Regions from separate parts of the Mus musculus genome. Here region 2 is linked to region 1. The links are chromatin contacts, called in public ChIA-PET maps. All regions are on one chromosome and are shown on one strand. The core of a region is the stretch at or near the end of the contact, and the rest is flanking DNA. Distances in the headings are between cores, read along the strand shown. Region 1 has its middle 15 kb from the start of Gm40747. Region 2 has its middle 90 kb from the start of Gm33782.

Region 1 (2,759 bases), core at 146-2,645:
CAGAAGCCTCTACGCAAAGCTTGCTTGTATCACAGCCATGCCTTACTCCAGAATGAATGACCCAATAGAGAGTGTTAGAGCTGTACTCATAGTGAGAGTGGTGATGCTTTCTTAATCCAACTTTGGAGACATTGTGTCACTTCTGCCACAGTGTATTAGAAATACAGCAGTGATTTCAGTGCACAGTCAAGGGAGAGGGGGAAGATTATCAAGGACATGAAGGCTAGGGAGCAGGAGTTGCTGGAGACCATGTGAGAGGAATCCTACCACAATCAAGAGTTCTTGGTCCACATTAACCGTCCAACTCACATAATTTTAAGAGAACAGGATACTTGTAGGTAGAACACGGAAGCATCTCAGAATTGAAAACTGCAACCCAGAACCAAAGGACCCTGCAGCACTGTGTAGAGCACAGTGGTTATCTCTTCTCCGGGACTTCTATTTTTGTTGTTTTAACATCGAAGCTTTCTTTATTTCTCCTTTTTACACATAGATGTTTCTTCTGGGACTCCTTTGCTAGTTTCTTTTCTCATTCCTAGATTTTAAATATCAAAGTGCTGCAGGGATCAGTCTTCAAGCCGCTTCTGTTTTCCTCTGACCCCAGCTCTTAGAGGGTAGCTTAGAGCACTGTACTTTCAGTGGTATTTGCACGCTAAATAATTTCTTTATTAGGACAATTCTGACTGGTGTAACAAATAGAATTTAAAATACTTAATGACTATGCATGGTAGACAATTGTTTTTAGCTGATGGGAAGTGTAAGATGAGTAGTCTGGATCAGTTGACAGGGTCCCTTGAAATGAAAATGTAGGTTTCTTCCATTGGGGGCAGCGGGGTTCTGGGGTCTTCAATTCATAGCTTTAAAGATTCCCATATGTGTTGACAGCAAGCCCAGAAAGCATGGGAAAAGAAAAAGTCTGGAAGCTCAAGTATAAAGGGTTTCTAGTGGGTGAGACCTAACACAGTACTCAGCTTTGTTCATATGATTCAGACTGTGATTCTGTTGTGGGCTCAGATTAAATGACAAGGGTGTCTGGAAGCTTCACTCTAGATCCAGGAAATAGACAGAGGGGTTTGTCTCTAATCACACTTATCATTTTTCGCCATCTTCGCTCATTTCCTCAACTCTTCTCTTTCGTATCAATATATCTGTTACTGATTTGCTACCTAATTGGTACCTGATTGTGTTAACACTCAGTGTGTAAAGTAAGGACAACGGAAGGGGAATGGCATCTCCTGCAATCACTGGCTTAAATATCACAGAGGAGATTTAGTGACTCTGCCTAAGTCACCTGACTTCCTCTTGCCCCAGTCACTGTCTCAGGGAGACGCTTTGTTCTGATTGGTCTTGTCTCCTCTGTTACCAGGAAGACTGAACCTTGCTACAAGCATTCGATGCAGCCACTGGAAATGTTTCTGTGGCCTGAGTAGTTGCCACAACTGGTGCTTCCCTCACAAAGTGTTGACAGCTGTGCAAAACACAGAAGTTGAGGTTTGGCCAGCTATGGTATAGACCTTACCTCAGCAGTTTTATTTGGCTCATGTGACAAACCATACCAGACATTGGCATGCACATATTTTTATTCATTTATTCATTGCTTCTATAGTAAAGAACAGACCTAGGCAGGACCCTGTATGTGAGATGCACACTTCTATTATGATATGCTAGAGAAAATAGGCATTCAGGGAGCATAGCTCATTTTCTTGTGATGCACAAATCATCCAGTTTAGCTTCACCTCAGCTTTGTGACTCAACCTAATTAACATCACTACCTGAATCCATGCGGAGTTTGTGGGGGTTGCTTCTTAGATACCACCATTGGATGAGAATAAAAGCTAAGGTTTCTGTCAGTATACCAGCTAGAGGAAAAAAAAATCACATAAAAGTTCTCTGTTCTCTTTAATGAAGTTTGCCAGGGAGAGTCTGATTTCAAGGCCATTTCCTCTAAGATAGCCATGAATACATTGCACTTACTTATAATTGATTGAAACAGTATCTCCCGGAGCAGCTTCCCCAGAGCAGGCAAACTAGGAGATAGACAGGTAGGTCAGGGGTCTGATGCAGACTTTGATTGCAAATTGGATATTTCTCCGCTAAAAGCACTTTGGCTGCCGACATCAAACTGAACAAGAAAAGCCATCATGGTCTTTCCCCCATGGTATCCAAAGAGTGAAGCTCTCAAAGTGAGGTTTCTCAGGCCCATAGTATCCGTGTCACCTGTACATTTATTAGAGACGTGAATCCTCGAGCCCCACTGCAGTCTTACTGAATCAGAGACCCCGAGGTTAAGGCCCAGACCACTGTGTCACATACTCTGGAGGAGATGTGGTGTCAGCTCAAATTTTAGAACAACTCTTTTGACCATTAATAGTGATTTTTTTTTCCAGACAATGACTAAAATGAAACTTGACCTTTTCTTGGCTCTACATTTCTGTTGGTATTTTATCTAGAAGTGAAAGTGGTTTTGGTGCAGTTAATATCCCACTTCTAACAACTTCGACCACAAGGAATAAGAAAAACCTGAGCATTGCATGCAGCCGGTATTTCATCTTAAACCTGGTAAAACTATACTTGATGTTTAAGCAAACCTGCCCCTACCAGCTCTTTGAGTAGAAGGACATAGTTTTCGCTTTGCTCTCTATTCTTCCAACCACTCTCCAAAACACAAAGACAGCTCCAGAAAGCAGAAACCCAGAATGGCCTGGAAACTTTTCAAGACCAAAGATTCAGTTAGGTTAAGCTGTAGGACTGAACTGCAT
Region 2 (2,759 bases), core at 179-2,678, 120 kb after region 1:
GGTCATTTGCCAACAGTGGCGTGGAACGCAGTTCCACAGTGATAGACTAGATTTAAAAAGTCAACATCCAAGTATCTTGACATTTTTCAAATCGGAAAATCCAACCCAATGGTAGGAAACAGAGGCGTGGAGAGGCACGGAGCTACAGTGAAACCATTTTGACCAGAAACTCAAAGGAGCTCTCATATCAGGTTTTCCCTGATATCGTTAATGATAGCACCAGGGTACCGTTCCAGGGACTGGTTTCTGCATCACAGGGACAAACCTGCCTTTCAGTGGTCATCTGAGCAGAAGGCCACAGAAATAAAAGCAACTGACTCCCTACTCCCATGCAAATTCTATCCCTCTGCCAAAATATCTCATTGCCAGTTCTGGGTTTTAGACTCCAAAAGAGCTCTGGCTGTATAACCTCACATTGTTGCTGTTAAATGTTCTATCGATCAATGAAGAACAAGAGACAGCCCGTTCTTCCTGGAGAGTAGCTACTTTAGAAATTAGTAAGGATTAGTAAACCCTTGTTTAAACATCTCTTTGGAATGGCTCCGAAAGGTTCCCGTGAAACAACGAAGTTATTGTTCACCCCAGGAGTCTAATTTCCCTGGGAATCACACTTTCCTACCTGGTTCCATTGCTCTGTGGTTGAACGTGTATTAAGTCTGACATCCATGTATAACCCAGAGGGACAAATGGGTTCCTCTTGTAAGCCCTCATTGCCACGGGCTCTATTTGTAATCAGACAATCAATATGGTTAGCATGTGCCAACTTCGCCGGCGGAGAATAAGTGAGGCTGTTTGAGCCCAGGACACTGGAGAAAGCGTGTGAGGAAGCCGTGTGAATGGGGCTCATTGTTGGCCTGGATTTTAAACGTTCTCGTTTTTCACAACATTTTATGGAGAGCTCTTAAAAGGCCTTTATTGATAGAGATACTCATTAAATGCCAGTTTTAAAAGGAGAGTTGTTGATGTAATGTCATACAATCTGCTTATGCATAAAGCCTTTTTTATTCTGGTGTTCTGACGAGTGCTTTGCCATGCCAGCCCTCCCACCACATCCCAAGACACAGAAACTCCTCCTCTAGACGAATGCTCTGAAATGCGGGGCTGTTATTAGATCAGATGCCATAGATGGCTGGACCTTTCCTGCGTGCTTGTCTTTCACTGTCAAAACCAACCCTGATTTACTCAATGCACAACCAGTAATTGAACATCTGCCATATAATGCAGAAAAACCAGAGAAAGATGGTATTGTTGTTGTTGTTGGTTGGTTTTGGTTTTTTTTTTTCTTTCTAAAGGAGCTAGTTAGATTTTACTGTGAAAAAGAGACATGCAAATTAGTTAACAGCCGTGCATTGCACCAAGCTTGAGGGAATGGGGCTGGTGAAGTCTGAAGTCAGACAGTTCAGCATGTGACTTAGGACCGCAGCTTAGGGAGGGACTGAAGGTGTGGGCGGGTGCTGGTGAGAAAGGAGAAAGGCAAGCTTGAGACAGCACACATGTGAAGGAGCTCAATGGAGCCATTCCACAACCTGTGCGTACAGCAAGCCATCATGTTACGTGCCACCAACAGATGTGGTTGTTAACTATGAAAAAAATTTACCAGGAAAAACAAGACAACGTATTAGCGATAAAAGACACCAATGAAATCCTTGGAAGGGAAGAGAAAGAGGGAGGGAAGAATAGGGGGGAAACAAGAGAGGGACGATGGGAGGGAGGGAGGAAACTGCATATACCCAGGCTCCAGCACAACTCAATTTCAAGGTGGGAAGGGCACTGAGTGCTCTCAGCTTTCCTAGTCTCCCCCTCATGGCTTTTGATGCTCAGTCAACTTTGAAAACCCTTAGCTGGGATCAGATTCTCTAGCTCTGCTGCAGATTAGAGTAACTGGGGCAGCTCCTCAAACTCCCAATGCTCAGGCCCCACCCCAGTCCCGCAGGCCAGACTCAGGTGAGTCTGGATCCCTAGCGTTTCATACACTGGGCATGGAGACACCGATCAGTAATCCCCAACAAGCAGGAGGTGGAGATGGGAGGGTTGTAAATTCAAGGTTATCCTTAGCTACAGAGCACGTTTGAGGCTAGCCTGAGCCACAGGAGAGCCTACCTCAAAAGAACAAATAGCAACAAAAGAAGACCTGCCTTCCAATATGTTATTTCCAAGCAAAAATTATTTGGAGTTCTCTTTTATTATCTACACATTTTGCCTCCTGGTCTTTGCTTCCCTACCAGAGCTTTCTAAAACAGAAAGACCTGGATGCAGATACCTCAGAATAGGGTGACACAAAGCCGGAGGAGCGACAGACAGGCAAGGGCAGCTTTGGACTTGTTTTTGTCTGGCTTAACCGGGAGGATACTGGAGTAAGACCATCTGCCCTTCAAGAAATCAAAGCCAGACACAGGAAGTGGGCGGGAAGACCCTCCAGCAGCCCCAGCTGCCTGGGCCGGGCAGCTGCACAGACCCCTGTTGTTGGCAGACAAGGCAAGGTCTTTTCAGTCTTGTGACCATCAACCCATCCCCAGTGCTGGTGGGGAGGGCACTGCCATTCTTTCTATGACTGATCGCAACAGAATGTGACAGTTGTTTGGGGTGACAGGTTTCCTGGGGGCTCTGCCTTCAACAAGAGCCATTGTGCAGAGGGCGTGTCCTGGTGCCAATGTCACAGGCAGGGGAAGACCCGAGTGGTCCTTTCATTTATATATGACAACATTTCCAAGGAACAGATGGACAGAAATCTTAAGCACTAGCCATCTTCCTCTTGTCTG

Evidence for each region. ChIA-PET counts read pairs in DNA pulled down with a chosen protein or histone mark.
Region 2: a contact with region 1 is called in an RNA polymerase II ChIA-PET map of effector CD8 T cells, with 32 read pairs. The contact joins two enhancer-like sites. A contact is called at or near these places in 4 of 484 Hi-C or Micro-C datasets (B cells, CD4 T cells and nephron progenitors), 2 of 115 datasets of contacts at active chromatin or transcription factors (bone marrow-derived dendritic cells and effector CD8 T cells) and 1 of 9 other capture datasets (embryonic stem cells).

Annotation. Positions count from the first base shown.
Region 1 is chr10:96,272,791-96,275,549 of GRCm38.p6, forward strand. No RefSeq gene overlaps it. Among named protein-coding and RNA genes, the nearest start is that of Gm40747, 15 kb to the left of the region's middle. Within about 2 kb of position 1,396, at least 111 of the 459 cell types and tissues checked have an H3K27ac peak or open chromatin away from gene starts, as enhancers often do. A contact at or near this core is called in B cells and effector CD8 T cells, where this site is marked.
Region 2 is chr10:96,397,328-96,400,086 of GRCm38.p6, forward strand. No RefSeq gene overlaps it. Among named protein-coding and RNA genes, the nearest start is that of Gm33782, 90 kb to the left of the region's middle. Within about 2 kb of position 1,429, at least 102 of the 459 cell types and tissues checked have an H3K27ac peak or open chromatin away from gene starts, as enhancers often do. A contact at or near this core is called in B cells and effector CD8 T cells, where this site is marked.